Regions from separate parts of the Gossypium arboreum genome. Here region 2 is linked to region 1. Evidence: chromatin contacts called from public Hi-C data. All regions are on one chromosome and are shown on one strand. Each heading gives the region's core, a stretch centred on a gene start, on an enhancer-like site or on the middle of the called end of the contact. The rest is flanking DNA. Distances are from core to core; before and after follow the strand shown.

What was found. Hi-C and Micro-C count contacts between places; a contact is called where the count stands out from the background.
Region 2: a Hi-C map of leaf shows a contact between it and region 1, with 4 times the contacts expected there. The contact joins the enhancer-like site here to the promoter of LOC108449997 in region 1. A contact is called at or near these places in 2 of 5 Hi-C or Micro-C datasets (both in leaf).

Annotation. Positions count from the first base shown.
Region 1 is chr5:18,695,715-18,701,352 of ASM2569848v2, reverse strand. LOC108449997 (transcription factor MYB44-like) reads right to left here and starts at 3,077. Exons shown (of 1, transcript XM_017747408.2): 1 at 1,605-3,077. The coding sequence starts at 2,867. The coding sequence ends at 1,971. It also overlaps the pseudogene LOC108450958.
Region 2 is chr5:18,731,723-18,737,360 of ASM2569848v2, reverse strand. No RefSeq gene overlaps it. Among protein-coding and RNA genes, the nearest start is that of LOC108450428, 7.7 kb to the left of the region's middle. Within about 2 kb of position 2,465, at least 2 of the 2 cell types and tissues checked have an H3K27ac peak or open chromatin away from gene starts, as enhancers often do. A contact at or near this core is called in leaf, where this site is marked.

The DNA.
Region 1 (5,638 bases), core at 1,828-4,327:
AAGTGATCTTGCCTTGCAGGGTTCAAGATGAAAAATCAAGCAGACTGGAAGGATGGATGTGAACCAGAATTTAACATTTCATGTGACAATCATGATTTTAAGTTTGTTCAATTTCGTCATGCTAACTTTTTTGGCTATCATTACGATATCCCTCGTAATCACACCTTAGAGGAGTGTGCCAAAGCTTGCTTGAAATTGTGCTGCATAGCCTTTCAATACAGATATTTCCCAAAGGATGGTGCTTATCGCTGTTATCCAAAATGGGAGTTGCGTAATGGTTATCATTACCCCCGTTACAATGGAACCCTGTACTTGAAACTCCCAAAATCATTTCAATACAACAAACCTGTTGAAGGATTGAAACTGAATTGTTCGATCAATCAGACAAAACAGCTAGAAAGAGCTTATCATAAAAGAACTGGATATGGGTCACTAGAGATTCTGATTTGGTGTGCTTCTGTAATTGGATTGCTCGAGTTGATATGCGTCATTCTGGTGTTCAGTTTCTTGTACAAAACTGGGATAAGTTCTGATGCATCCACACGAGGCTACCATGCTGCTGCAACAGGATTCAAACAATTCACCTATGCTGAGTTGAAAACGGCAACGCGTGGTTTCAGTGAGGAGATCGGACAAGGGGGATGTGGCGTGGTTTACAAGGGAGTGTTGTCTAATCAAAGGATTGCAGCAATAAAGGTTCTCAACCTTGAAGTTAATCAAGCAGAAGAGGAATTTCTTGCAGAAGCAAGCACCATAGGGAGGGTTAACCATATGAACTTGATTGAGATGTGGGGATACTGCGCGGAGGGGAAGCATAGGCTTCTGGTGTATGAGTACATGGAGAATGGATCATTAGCAAGGAACCTCATGTCTAACTCACTTGATTGGAAGAAGAGGTTCGATATTGCGGTTGGCACAGCCAAAGGTCTGGCTTATTTGCATGAAGAGTGCTTAGAGTGGGTTCTGCACTGTGATGTCAAGCCTCAAAACATACTGTTGGATTCCAACTACCAGCCTAAAGTAGCAGATTTTGGTCTATCCAAACTGCTGAACAGGGACAATCTAAAAGGGCCAAGCTTTTCCAAGATAAGAGGAACAAGAGGTTACATGGCGCCTGAATGGGTTTACAATCTGCCCATCACATCCAAAGTGGATATTTATAGCTATGGAATTGTCATCTTGGAAATGGTAACAGGAAGGAATCCAACCAATGGTATCCCTGCAGTTGAAACAAGTGGAGAAATATGGCACCAGAAGTTAGAAGCATGGGTCAAAGGGAAGAAAAATGGAGCTGCTGCAACGTCTTGGGTAGAAGAGCTAATAGACCCTGCGATGGGATACGATTATGACCGAAATAAAATGGAAAATCTGCTGGAGGTGGCTATCAAGTGTACAGAAGCGGAGAGACATGCAAGACCTTCCATGAGCAAAATCGTTCAATTGCTTCAGCAAGCAACCCAATAATAAGACTGCATTACACCCTTAGTATCTATCAATTATTCAGTTGTGCTGTAATATTTCATAGAATAATTATGCCCTTGCTAAGGCTTTCGCTTATGATTATAAAACATTGGGTCATACAAATATAACATAGTCAATGAAACTTCAGAAAGTCACGTAAGACATTATTTTAGTCCACTACAGCAGAATGAAAATGAACACTTACAAATGTCACAGCGTCTGTGGCAGACAGTGCAATAATGTATACCTAAAAGATTATAGTATGAGAGTCAGCTTTCCTTAAACTTTCAAAGAGCCTACTTTATGTTCTTTTTCAATATCAGAGTTTCTTTAATCTCCGTCCGGCCCCCTAACCAAAAATATCCCCTCGTTGACTGCATCCCTATGCACACCACCACAAATATTATTTCTTTAATCGACGATAAAAATAACTAAACCAACAAAGAAAGAGATTAAACAAGTGACAGAAAGACTTTATTTTTTGCTCTTCTGCGGATTCTTCTTGTTGTCTACTCGATCTTGCTAATACCAATACGTTTAACAACAGCATTTCTGATAGCTTCAGTTTGCAAACAAAGACCATTTTGTTCAATCCCAAACATGTAGTTCCTCACTTCTGTTCTAATCATCTCTTGTATAACTGTCAAAAATTCATTGCTAAAAAATTGCTTCTCCATCCCCAATTCCCCGTTTTGCATCCCCACTACGAGACCGGCAGTTGGGTGAGCCGTTACTGTTGTTACTGGCGCCTGGGTGGGGCTAGGAATAGGGTCGGATCTAGGTCCCGAATCCGAGTTTTCGCAAGGATCGAATCCGGGCAGCGAGAGGCTGAGTATAATAGGTGGATTGGTAGTGGATGATGCCGTTTCAACATGCTTACTGGAACCGGTTCTTGCCAACAGCTTATAAAACGGTGAGGCAGCGGGTAAACTCGAGTCGCTCAAATCGGATCCTGAAGGGGTACCGAGGTTCAAGCAAGGACCCGAGGCATTATTAGCAGCACCAAGACTGGCTGATCTTTTAATTGGTTGTGGCGAGTCATTGTTCAAATCTTGAGTCATGGAAGAACATTTTCTCTTTAGGGTGGAGTTCCAGTGGTTCTTAATCGCGTTATCCGTACGACCATTGAGGAGTCGAGCGATGATAGCCCATTTGTTACCGAATTGGGCATGAGCTTGGATTATGGTATCATCTTCTTCGGGAGTGAAGGGTCGGTGCTGAACCTCGGGGGAAAGCTGGTTGCACCATCGGAGCCTACAAGACTTTCCTGATCGACCAGGTATTGATTTGCTTATTAAAGACCAGTTCTTGGGTCCGTACGTATGAACCAGCCGCTGCAAAGCCTCGTCTTCTTCCGGACTCCATGGACCTTTGATCCGATCCAAGTCTTTCCTAGTAGATGGCATCGAAATATATAAAAATAAAAATAAAAAAGCTTATTACCAAAAAGGAAAAACAATAGCAATAGCAATCTTTATTTTTGAAGTGATGAGAGGGCTGATAAAAGAGCGGAGAATAAGGGAAGGGAAGGAGGAGGATATACACATATATGGGGAGGGGAGAAGTATGACTTGTTGAAGTGGTAGTTGTGACTTGTGACCGGGCATAGCCGTTGAGAATTCAGGATCCTTCCAGGCAAGGTAGTTATTAGTATACAACTGTCAATGTCACACTCTAATTTTTAATTTTTTTTTGTTAATTATGGGTCATTTCTTTTGTCAACAAGCTATGAATTCTAGTTACTCAATATATAAATTTGCTTTTCTCACTTAATTATGATTTTTTAATTTCTCACTCAATTAATTAAAATTATCTATTTTGATTCATTTTTGTTAATTGCATTGACAGGAGAATAATGTAACAATTTAAAAATTAGTATAATAATAAATTTTACCTTTAACTTTTATATATTATATCTATATAGTCATAATTTTAAAAATTAACCTTCAAAATCTATAATTAATCTTAATTTTAAAAATTCAAATAAAAATATAAAAATACATAAATATTTTAAAAAATATAAAAAATAAATTTTATATTACTATTACTATTAATATTAAATTATTTTAAATAAATAAAAAACCCTCTCCCACCTTCCCTCTCCTTCTCTCTCTCTGTTGTTGTTGCTGCTACAGTTTTCTAATATAAGATTGGATAGCTTGTCTGATGAGAGATGTGGTGTGGGTAACTTAGAACACATGATTGGGGGAGAAAAGACAGCTGCTTTAGAGGAGAATGGAGAAAATTGCAGGTTGCTGAATTGGAGCTATTTTTGGGGAGGAATGAAATGGTAATGGAACAAGTTAAGTTGATGTAAGAATCTTACAAGTCTCAAGATGCATAAAGTTATTTTTTTTATCATTTTAAGACAAATTTTCTTGGAATTTAATATTATTATAAAATTTATTTTATATATTTTAAAAATATCTATGTATTTTTATAAATTTATTTGAATTTTTAAAATTAAGATTAAATTAATATCATTTGTAAATTTAGAGGTTATTTTTAAAATTTACAACTAAACTGATATAAAGTATAAAAATTAAGGTTAGGCTTAATATTATACCAAATTTTCATCTGTTATATCACTCCTCCTTTTTATTAGTTAAGTGATAAATTTTAAAAAAAATTATAATTGGGTAACAAAAATATATTTATAATTGAGTGATTAATTTAAAAATTCAAGTAAATTTAGAAAATTTATAGTTAGATGGTTTAGTTTACCTAAAAATTCATACCGAATCAACTATTAATCACATTTATTTTCACAATTATTAAGTAAATTTGTTTATGCAAGTATATTTAATACATTATTAGTAGAGTTGTATAGGATAAATTGATATTTTAATTAACAATTCAAATGTAAGAAATAAAGTAAAAGGTTTTGGGTTTGGGTTTTATTTTTAAACAATAAATTTATGTTACATTGAAAATAAAAGAATAAAATTATATTGTAGAGAATAAAACGGATAAAGAAAAATAACAAAATTAAGTTATGGATTGTGTCAAAGCATGGCCTATGTTGCAAGTATATGCGGATGAGTTATTTTTAATATATTTATAGGACCAAAATGGACGGTGTGGGACGCCTTTTAAGTACATCAAAATACGGATCAAATCCTGGGATTTAAAAATATAATTAGGGATTTTATTTGTGCAAAAAGAAGGGCAACATCACATGGGTACACAGAGGAGGAGGATGTTTCCTGGAAACAGAGCCCTGTATTAGAATTTAGCCTTCCCCTATCTCCTACTTCACAAATTAAAAACACAAAGTTCCCATTTTTCAGTTCCAATAAACTGCAAGTTGGGATCAGTCTGCCATTATTTTAATTTGCAGCTGCATTAAAAATAAAAGATTAGTTGCCGAAAGAGTACATGCGTCAGAGAGAAAATAAATTATAGACTAAGTGCTTCAAATCTTAAGACTGCATTGATTCTCAAGCACTCAATTGCAATGCCCCTTTCTTGCAGACCCAAGAATATAATTGTCTGATAAAATGATAGTGCTCTGCCCTGCTTTGAATCAATGAATGTACTTTGATTATTCAACAGAACAGAATGTGCAGCCCATCATAATCTCACCATAGCCTTGTTCGAGTACTATCTATATTTTATGAAGCTGACACCTGAATTAATGGAGGAACATGTTGCATGGGATTTGCAGGTCAGCCTATCATGTTAAATATGGAAATCTAGTGAAATAAAGGAATTGCTAATTAAAGGCAGATTTGTGAAATGGAGAAACTGGGATTGATTTTAGATCTTGAATTTCAAAAGGCAATAATCATTCATAAATATGATAAATTAGCATTTCTGTTGACTACTTTTTCATATAAGAAAAAGCAAAAAAGCAAAATTTTTGTTCCTATTTCGTGGTCGATATGATGAAAGCAGTATCATAATCCTGTAGACAAGTACGCATTTAAAAGAGAGATTATAGGCTAGAAAGTTTAGGCTATGAAAAAGTTAGGCCACCAATCACCTAAAAGTATGATAAAAACAAAGCTAGCTCCCTCTGAATTTCAGCGACAAAAAATATCGTTTTATCAATCATTCATTCCACTAGCCATTATTAGGATCTCAATCACTTTGAAATGCATTAAAGAGAAGAAGAATCAAGCGAGTAAAAACAAATATTTTTCTGGTTATTAAAATCTATTCAAATATTTTTGAA
Region 2 (5,638 bases), core at 1,216-3,715, 37 kb before region 1:
GAAATTGTCCGCCGCTTTCCAACATTTTCTCATTAATCAAGGAATCCTTTTTGGAAAAACGTGTTAAGTGTAAAAGAGTTTTGTTTGAATTTTTCCCATAATTGACCCTTCTTTTGTTTGTTTGCTGTGCTCTTTTTGTGAATGTTTCTGCACGGAGACTCATGTTAGTTTAACAACATTACTTTTTAACCCAGTTTTAGGTTAGCAATTAGCATTGAGGGGACCAAGTTTCCTCAAAAATTTAGCTCACAATATGAAACAAACGATTGAATGTGCTTTTAACCTTCCAACGACTTAAAATTATGATAGTCTGGGCCATACTGAATCAAAATAATGAGGTGGATTTTGAAACTAAATTTTAGGAGTTCAATAAAACCTTTTTTTTTTTAAAAAAAAATTTGGGGTTCTGACTAAAATATTTATGAGAATTTTTAAAAAATTTAAAAAAGTCTAATTAAAAATTTTAAATAAATTACATGATATAATGAAATTTTTCTAAAATTTGAAACATCTAAAATTTTCCAAAATTTTGGGGTCTAATCCCCCGTGAGGATCCTCCTCTGTACTTAATCTAAGTAATCATCCTGGTAGTAGCTTTGTTAAAGAAGCCTGTTTAGTTTGTTCTGGAATTTGCATGTGTCATGTCTGGATGATCAGGTCAAAAGAGGATTTTATAGCTACTTTTCACTACTGCCAAAATTTTAACCTACACGTGTTGTCATCTGGTAGGTTGAATAGTCATGGATTGGCCACATCCATCTAACTTGGGGACATGAATTGCTTAGTTTTGGGCCGATTGCATGGTAACATTTGAAATTCAATCTTCGAAAACTTAATTTGCACCAGCTTTCCTAACCATGTGATGACTTTTAGTATCGAATATTTTGACTACCAAATCTCCATTTCCTTATATTATTGGTGCACATCCTCAACTTAACACCCTAGAGGACAGAAGAAGGTGGTTTTTGCCAGTGTTAGGTGACAGTATTTGACAATCATATACACAAATTGAAATGGAGATGCAATATTCAGCATATAGCAAGCCGAAAGCTTAAAGTTACAGTATATTATTTTGACCAAAATAAATATATTCCATCTAAACCCTGAGTGTTGTTTTAAACACACATTAAGATTAGTTGTTCCTTTCACGGGGTCTATCACCTTAGAAATCTAAAGTCCTTTATAACATTGTTCTTAATTTATTATCCATCTTAAGCTCAGTGGAGAGAGACGTGAAAGCTATTGGCTAAGCTAGAGATGGAGTTGTTAAAACATTATTTCCAAACTTGCAAGCTTTTCAATAATAAATCTTAAAACAAACCAACATTTTGGAATTGAAATCCATTTCCAGCCTGTATAGAAACACAACAGGAAAATGAAATGTGAGCTAAATCTGACATACAAGTATCAAAGGAGGCAGCGGTCAAAGCTAACGGGTAATGCAAGATCTGCCGATCTTCGTTGCTTTTTGTTTGGCCATTGGTTTAGATTACATTATTAGATTTCGAAATTGCTTGCTTTCAGATGGGTTTAGCTCACATGACAGATGACTTACTTTCTTGGAGGGAAAGAGAAAGAGAGAGAGAGAGAGACTTGGTAAGTGGTAGGTGATTTTGCAGACAAAGTCATACAAACCTTAAAAGGACATCATCATCATAAAAAAGTATATGATTTCTATCTTTTTCATTATCAAGTAAAGTACACAGATTTTCCTAATTCTGAAAAAAAAAAAGTGTGTAACTACCTCAAAGTTCTCAACCTAAACTGTCAAATATTACAAGTATAATCAAAAGCTTCTATTTTAAACGAATGAATAAACAAATCTCCGGTTGTCCAGGAAGGAGATTAAACAGGAACAACAAATGCTGTATATAGCCTGTAGCTTACAAATCTGTGCAACAATGCCTGGGTCCCTCGTACAATTTGAAAAACCCAAATAGCAAAAAAAAAATAATAATAATAAAGTCTCCAGGACTCCAACAATATGCTTAAGATTAATGCCCAGGACCTTTTCTACTTGGTCCGGAGGCTAATGTAAAAGCCATACTCTTCAACGACTTACGGCTGCTGCGGGAGTCGTTTGTCGAAACAGCCGATGAAGGAACACCCACCGCTTCTCCTTCCAAACTTGGAACAACCACATTGTCGTCCGTCGTCTTTGATCGAAGGGCTCGCCCATGGACACCATCCAGCTGTACTGAAACCAGCAACGCCAAAAGACCGAGCACACACAGAATACGCTTCATTGCTGAATAAAGATGTTGAGCTATAGCTGTTCTTCTTCTTGTCTCTCACACACACAAAAGAAAAATGCCCTGTCGATTGGTTTCAAATTGGGTAATCCGTAATCTTTGAAATGCTGTATGGAATTGCTAGCTACCGCTCTGTCTATATATACAAGGATCTCGCTTTATCAGGACGGTGAAAGGCTTTGCAGAAGTGGGTCCTTTAACAGGATTGTTTGACTTAGCCTCACTTTCCCTCCTCTAAAACTACCACGAATACTATATTTTATGATAATTTGGGGTTTACTTGTAATTCTTTTTTCTTGGGGGGCCAATGCAAAATCGGATGGAAGAAACAGAGCAAGCTTTTACTTTGAAATTTGCTCTCGTGTTGTTCGAATTTGACTTTACATTCCAATTCTATAAATTTATAAAGATACGGCATGATGTCACAGGGCAAGGAATAGCCATATTAAAAGGTTAGTTTGGTATAATATCAAATTTAGTCCGCAATATTTAAACTTTTTATCATTTTTGTTTTATTCTCTTTTAAGTTAAATTTCATTTTCAACCTTAAAAAATAATAATAATCAAATTTAACTATCGACCATTCAAAAGAATTTTTTATTCAAAAAAATACTAACTAAAATATTAATTTTTAAATATTTCAACTTATATGACAATTTATATATAATTCATGTTAATTTTTTGAATAGTTTTATAATTTTTAAAATATTTGTTAACGTGGAATATAAGACAAATAATGTCAAGACAAATAATATCAAGTCAATATAAAGTTTACATAAATTATCATGTGGGTTGTCATACCAACATTGTTAAAATTAATGTTTTAATTAGTATTTTCATTAAAAAACTATTAACCTCTTTTAAAATGATCAATGGTTAAATTAAGCTAAAAAATATAAAATCTAAATTAATAAAAGATATAAACAAGCAAAAGATGAACTAAATTTATCCTAGTTTTTGGCAAAAAAAAAAAGAAAAAAGAAAAAACGAATTTATCCGAGTCTTCTCTTTTTCTTTAATTTTCATTGCATAATCATGTTAGACCCAGATTGGTTTCACACGCTTTTCCGAACACCCGACGCGCGTGTTTACATCTGGTACGCGGTCTTTTTATATAGTACGTATATTAAATATTTTTCATGAAAATTAAATAATTATATAAGCATTTAATACCATATCTTTAAGTTTAACGTGTCTCATCCTTTACAACAACCCAGAAAAAGAGTTTTTGAAGCATATCTCCTACTTACTTTTTTGAAGAAAAATAAGTCGAATTGTTGAACTGTCAATCTCTGAAGCACCATGCCGGTGCATACTAAACAAGTATTGCCAGGGCATCTCAGTTTTCCGACTAATGAATATGAGTAGATATTACTTTTTTTCATCAAATAATAAGAGATTATTATCTGTCATGTATTTTGTAAATAATTTATTTTTATATGATTTTTGTTAAATATTTTTAAAATTATTTACCCACACAACTCAAATACCTACTCATGATAGATTTTGAATCTAGCTATTCAAGACTCAAACCATTCGCCTTTACCAAATAATAAAGTTTTTAATTTTACATATCGGTTGAATATCCCATATATTTAATTATTAATTTTGGTTGCGAAATTAAAAACAGTAGCCGAATTTGTTTAGTAAATTGAGAATCAACATGGTAACCGTTTATGGTTTTAATGAAAGAATATTAATCAAATGGGCTTTATAAAATTCATTTTATATGTAGCACAATATACAGTAATGTGTACGAAAGAGTTTGAAAATATTAGCTACGCTTAGCTGCTTATGTCTACATTATATACTTTAGCTCAAGTTGGCGGCATAGATGGGTCGGACATTTTTTAAAACAAAGCATGAGATTTTGTTGGAAAGTGTCAACATTCCTTTCCCTCGAATATGCTCCATCTTTGCTCACTTTTCCTGTTTACACACGAGTAAACATGAACTCCAAAAGCGAAAAAAGTGATTCTATCATGTTCTACATTTTGAATGCACAACAAAAGTGAAGAGTGTAGTTGTTCTTTCGGCATTTTTTACTTTCTATTAGATTTTTCAAGTAGAATTCTTGCTATGCTGTGAAACATGGCTCCAAGTGGACAATTCACATTGACGGAAACATAAAATTATCCTAACTATATAGGCCACAAAATCACATAGATGTTTACCTACTCTCGTGTAGTTATAGATAGATGATCTTATATATCAACCATATATATCATGAGAAATCATGTTTAATTCTAATCTCCGAAGACAACTAGAGAAAAAGGGTACCCGAAAAACTAATCAAAACCCACCCTAACTAATTCTTGGGAACAAGGTGTCTTAATTAAATACAAATAATTTTTCAAACTACCTAGATACGACAAAAATACATATTACAATGCTACTTCAATTATTTTTTATCATATATTTGATCTTAGTGGTCAATTAATATGTACTATACACAAATGATTGTCTTTTTGTGAGACCCTCCTCTTATTTTCAGCATAAAATTTTGCATGTTGTTTGCGGCTATGTGCTCCTCGTGAGCCTTGAGGTTGATAAAATAAAACCCACCAATTTAATTTTAATTTGATGCTAAATCTTATACCAATAGGTTGTGAATCATGCGGCCAATAAACAAATGCGATCCAACATTCTCGGCATATAGCTTGTGAACCAAGCTTCTTGTATTTATTTATTTGTTCTTTTTCTTCCTCTCTAAGCTCTAACTAACACTGGATCAATAATTCCTTCCAAGGACAATTTAGAAGCCTGGAGCAGCAGAGCCGACCATATGCCGCACTTGGGGGATTAACAAGCATGGCTGTGCAGTTCCACACATTATATGGCATTACCAAACATAGCTGACTAGCACATGCTAGCTGTTGACATCTTGCTTCAGTCACGGGCTCTCAATTTTATATATTATGTGAATTCCAAGTAGTACTGAAAAATGAAATCTTTTGATTTCCTCAAATTTCATTCTTTATTGTAGATTCGTCTTACCCGAAAGTGTAAGGTGGGAAGACAACATGCAATATAAAAAAGTAGAAACAAAATCTAGCTATGAGGTTTAACCTAATCTTGGTGCTTGGTGGATAGGGAATAATAATAATTTCAACCTATTTTTACGTTAATTTGAACTTGACCATGTATATTAAAATGCAAGTTTCTTTGATGAATATCTTTGTTTATATTGCTTCACAAATAGTTTAACAATAACCAGAAGAGATTTCGGCTAAACTTTGCATTGCTATGCCGTATATCTAGGATAAAATTTTCAAACATTCTCCATTGCCCAATCAGAAAAGGACAAGTCCCATTTGGTTGGGTCTACCCTTATTTATACCCCCAAAGCGCAATACATATCGACGGACCACCGTACAAAAATCAAG